2 separate regions of the Capsicum annuum genome follow, and region 1 is linked to region 2. The links are chromatin contacts, called in public Hi-C maps. All regions are on one chromosome and are shown on one strand. Each heading gives the region's core, a stretch centred on a gene start, on an enhancer-like site or on the middle of the called end of the contact. The rest is flanking DNA. Distances are from core to core; before and after follow the strand shown.

Region 1 (2,780 bases), core at 136-2,635, 240 kb after region 2:
GATTTAGGGGGGTAAATAATTATTTATTAAGTTTAAGTGTTAAAGTAAGTTGTCGGGACAAGTTTAGGGAGGTTTTAATGTATTATTTCAAAAATTTATGAAGTTGAAATTGGAGTAGAAGATGGACTTTAATTTTTAAGAGAATATTCGAGATGGTATTTAAGCATATTCTTCACTTGTTAGAAAAATTTATGAAGTTAGAGTTGAAGATGAAATTTTATTTTGAAAAGAATATTTGGGACGGTATTCATGCTTGAATGTATTTTGAATACACTTCAAAAGTAAAAAGTGGGTTGAAAAATAACCAATAACATGTTTCCAAATTCAAAATACAACTTCAAGTTGAATTTAAAACTTCCATTATAAACTGATATTCAAATAAAGTAAACAATTATTATGAAAAAATATGAATATTTTATATGGCTAAATATCCACGGTAAAACTTCTTTTTTCTTACCCACCTTATCATAAATTGACCTAGAAAAAAACCTAGCGATATATCGAAATTTCGATATTATATATCATGTGAAGTTTGATAAGGAAATCTTATTATATCTTCTTCTTCTTTAATAAACATTCAAATTCCTATCTTGGAACCTTTCTGTGTTGATTATAATTTATACATAAACAAAGTTCGATCGTTATCTTAATATAATTCACACTAAGTAGTGGATAATATATATATATATATATATAAACTATTAAAAGATTTTACTTTGAATTAGGGAATAAAATTTTGTTGCTCACTGTATTTTAATATTGATCGGTACAGAAGGTGAGTCAAAAATGGTATAAGTTGTGAAGCCACATGATAATTTATTCCAATACGATAAAAAAAATGCTATGTCAATTTATTTTAATATAAAAGCTCAACTCAGAAATAAAATATTGTCTACTTGTTTCATGTTGCTCTGATCTCCCTATGCTATCTGGGCCAGGAGCCATGATAAATTGTTGCTTCTTCCTCGTTGTTGATAAGTGTTCCTGAAGAAAGAAATCATAGATGAAAAGAATGTGAGGAAAATTCTCAACTCGAAATGTTAGAAGATATCAAATCAATAGATGTAGAAAGAGCGATAATTTATTCAACGACAGCTGCTCACCGACGAAATTCGTTGATTTTTAGTTAGTGAGAGGTTCAATGACATGTTACGAGCACTAGTCATACCACCCCACACCTCCTCATCTTTCCTCCCCCCCCCAACAAAACCAATTGGACTAAAATGATATAAATCGAAAATTATCATGTAGCAAAATGTCCAACTATAAACTTTAATATAAAACTTATAGGGACTAAAATAGAACACCAGAAACTTCATTCCTTCTACTGACATCCTTAATTCCCAGTGGGTACCACCTTCGCATGCTTAGAGTACTACTCCTTAATGCGACATTTTCTACTTCTTTTCTGCTCACAAAGAATCCAACAAAGCTTTGGTTCATTGATGCACCGCTTGTTCTTTGTTCAACAATGTCGGAAATACTGTCACAAATACACCATTACATCAAATTCTCAGATTTCTCAATTTGCTCGTTTGGGCCAAATTCAGAATTCCCGGAAGGTGTTCGATGAAATGCCCAACAGAACTGTAACTTCTTGGAACTCAATAATCGCTGGGTATTTCCAAAATCAACAACCCCATGAAGCACAGCGTCTTTTTGATCAAATGAGTGAACGGAACATTGTTCTTTGGAATGGGTTAATCTCAGGCTATGTAAAGAATAAGATGGTGAAGGAAGCACGAAAGGTGTTTGACAGAATGCCGGAAAGAAATGTAATTTCTTGGACTGCTATGGTTAGAGGGTATGTTGAGGAGGGGTTGGTGGAGGAAGCGGAAGCATTGTTTTGGCGAATGCCGGAAAAGAATGTAGTGTCATGGACTGTGATGTTAGGTGGGTTGATTCTAGAAAGGAGAATTGATGAGGCTAGACGGCTTTATGATATGATGCCATTGAAGGATATAGTTGTGAGGACTAATATGATTTGTGGGTATTGTCAGGATATAGTTGTGAGGACTAATATGTTAGGTGGGTTGGATGAGGCTCGCGGTCTCTTTGATGAAATGCCGCGAAAGAATGTGGTTTCTTGGACTGCAATGGTGTCAGGATATGCCCAAAATGGTAACCTGGATATTGCTAGAAAACTTTTTGAATTCATGCCTGAGAAGAATGAGACATCATGGACTGCAATTGTGATAAGTTATGTGCAATATGGTAGATTTGAAGAGGCGTGGAAGCTTTTTGAGCTGATGCCTGTTAGAACAACTCCTGTTTGCAATGCCATAATATTTGGAGTAGGACAGAATGGAGAGGTTGCTTAGGCTAGGATGGTGTTTGATCGTTTGATGGAGAAAGATGATGCAACATGGAGTGCAATGATCAAGGTTTACGAAAGGAAAGGATATGAGTTAGAGGCGCTGGATTTATTTCATCGAATGCAAGTAGAAGGGTTTAGGCCAAATTTCCCTTTGTTGATAAGCATACTTTCAATTTGTGCTAGTCTTGCAAGTCTTAATTATGGTAGAGAGGTACATGCACAGTTAATCAGAACCGACTGTGATGATGACGTGTATGTCTCTTCTGTATTAATCACGATGTACATCAAATGCGGTACTTTTGTCATGGCCAAATTAATATTTGATAGATTTTCTCCTAAAGATGTGGTCATGTGGAATTCTATCATAACAGGTTATGCTCAACATGGATTAGGAGACGAAGCTCTTGAAATATTCAGAGAAATGTGTTCCTTAGGTATTACCGCAGACGAGGTTACCTTTGTT
Region 2 (2,744 bases), core at 220-2,719:
TTCTAACGGATTGATTAAAAAAACAAAAGTGAAATAAAGTTAATTCTCAGAATTCTACTTCGAATACGTCAGATCATATTCCAAAAATTCAGAATTAAGTGAATCACATACTCATTGCCTTCAAAAATCAACCCGATTGATAGAAAATTCGGAGCTAAGTAAAAAACACAGAATTATTTCCTTCAAAAATCAAACTGATCGACCAAAAAAATACATGAAAATAAAATTAATACTCAGAATTCTACTTGGAATACATGAAATCAAATTCCAAAAATGCAGAGCTAAGTAAATCACAGACTTAGTACTATAAAAAATCGAACAGATTGACCAAAAAAACATGAAAATAATGTCAATAATCCAAATTCTACTTCGATAAGCTAAATCAAATACAAAAAATTCAGAATTAACTGAATCACAGACTTACTGCCTTCACAAAGCAAAATAAACAGAGAACAGAGATTTATAAAAAAAAAAAAATCGCCGTAACACAAATTCAGTTATCATTGTTCAGAAAATCACTTCAAATCATTGTAAAATCAAAATTAAAAAGATGGGCAAAAAAGGAGAAATTGAGAGAATACATGAATTTGTATTTGAAAATGGCGCCGAATTTTTGAATCCTCGACTCATCACTGCTCTTTCCAGATGCGCAAATGAGTAGCTGGTCTATATATAGTTACGAGTGAGTTGGGCTGGGCTGAAATTTGGTCTGGCCCAGACCAATAAAGTGATGGATCAGTTTTTGTGATAGCAATTGCACCCACTAACCAGTTTCCAAATTATTTAACTTGTAGCCGATTGAGAAACTTTTCATGAAAGCTTTGCTATCAATAGAAATTCTATTCTATGACACCGACTAATATGCGATGAACTCATGTAATACACTTTTTATTCTCACTATTTTTGATATTCTATTGTAAATCTACGTATAATTTTTTTAATTTAAACTAATGTTATGCTAAAAAAGTATAAATCAAATTGAGATACCATGAAGATATCATGAGTGAAAAAAAAAATTACAAACAAACTAATTTTAGATAATGAAATAGATCAATGTCATAAGTGAAAAGAGTTTTACATGCTTGAGACATATTTTTTTTACCTTCAATTCCTCAAGTTTGATTTTTAAACAATTAAACTTATAAAAGTTTATATATTTAGCTATGATTTAAATAGCGGCCCTCAAATCAACTATTTGTACACTTGTTCTAGTTTGTTTCTGTTCAAATTTAATTGATAACAAATATGAAGTTTTAAGAAATAAATTTGACGTTTTTTTTTTTTAAAATAATTATTATCCAATCAAAAGATTTTCATTCTTATACACATTTGACATATTGTTTAAAAGCAAAAAAAGACATACTCTTCTTTTTTTTTTTTTTAATAAAATTTATCATCCAATCAAAAGATTTCCATTCTTATTCTTCTCTTCTCACAAAGTAAAGGATAACTCAATACTTTTTCCTTTTACTCTTTCCCTCACAAAATTTAGCATATCAATTAAGCTAAAAGAGTGAAAGTTGTCTTAATGAATGATAAAGTTATTATCACCAATTAAAAAATCACGAAGTTAAGTCATCAATATAATTTTCTAAAAAAAAAATATAAAGTAATCTAGATCCTTATAGTCTGAAGTAATTTATAATGAGAATTTTAGTGAATTTCGTTGGCTAAAAATAAAATCTGAGAGAAAACTATGAGGAAAAAAGAAAAAGAAGTTACACGTGTTTCAACAAGAAGCACAGATTTCATTGAATCGCCAAAACTCAAATTTTATTCATCCCCACATCACAAATCTTGTTTAGATTCTACAAAATTCCATTCTCTCGTATATAACACCCAACACAAATTTCACTACACACAACAACACACTTTGAATGAACTCAAAACAACCTTAGAACACAAGAACAAATTGGAAGAAAAGTAAGCTAAGTTTCCAGTCTGTTTGAAATGCCCACCATTTATTTGAGCAGAACACCTCCATGTGTTACCCTTTTTCCTTCCAAGATTCATTTTTGCCTTTCAAATTCACCTGTTAATTCATTCTTGTATAGTTTCAAACCCAAAAGATTTCATTTCTTGAAACCATGTTCTTCCTTGAGGGAAACCAAGAAACAGCAGACCCTTTTGAAGACACCAAACAAAACACCTCAGAGTTTAAGGAGGCTGCTTAAAAATGATGATGAGAGTGACAGTGGGTCAGGAGATACTGGTAATGATGCTATTAAAGGTACCATTTTGGCTGGCCTTTTGATTGTCGGTGTCGTTGGGGGATTTGGTACTGTGGGGTACATTTACAAGGACCAGATCAATGCTTTCTTGAATCACTTCTCTGTCTTTATTGAAGGTAATCTCAATTACATTTCAATTTGGATTATAAGTAAACTGCATAAGCTTGTAATGTTAGTGGTTATTTAAAGTATATCTAGATAGCTCTAATGGTTGATGCTTTACTCAAAGAGTCAATGGTGAGAAGCATATTCCCTATTTTTGAGTTCGTACCTGAACTATTACCAGCTATTGTTTACATTGGAATTTGGATTCTAGGTAGGCTACATGAACTTGTAATGCTAGTGGTAACATAATATATATACTCCCTCCGTTTCAAATTGATTGTGTGGTTTGACTTGATACAGAGTTTAAGAAAGTAAACAAGACTTTTGAATCTCGTGGTCTAAGTTAAAAATGTGTCGACTATATTGGAATGCCTTATTTTTGTGGTCTTAAACATGCCACGTGGAAAT

The links. A called contact is a pair of places that touch in the nucleus more often than the background predicts.
Region 1: a Hi-C map of bud shows a contact between it and region 2, with 4 times the contacts expected there. The contact joins the promoter of LOC124885115 here to the promoter of LOC107879659 in region 2. A contact is called at or near these places in 2 of 5 Hi-C or Micro-C datasets (bud and placenta).

What each region holds. Positions count from the first base shown.
Region 1 is chr1:135,338,815-135,341,594 of UCD10Xv1.1, forward strand. LOC124885115 (pentatricopeptide repeat-containing protein At1g56690, mitochondrial-like) reads left to right here and starts at 1,386. Exons shown (of 1, transcript XM_047407491.1): 1 at 1,386-2,780. The coding sequence starts at 1,386.
Region 2 is chr1:135,102,441-135,105,184 of UCD10Xv1.1, forward strand. LOC107879659 (TVP38/TMEM64 family membrane protein slr0305) reads left to right here and starts at 1,470. Exons shown (of 7, transcript XM_047407460.1): 1 at 1,470-2,347. The coding sequence starts at 1,951. LOC107856099 (protein PARTING DANCERS homolog) reads right to left here and starts at 636. Exons shown (of 8, transcript XM_047407448.1): 1 at 582-636. The coding sequence starts at 630.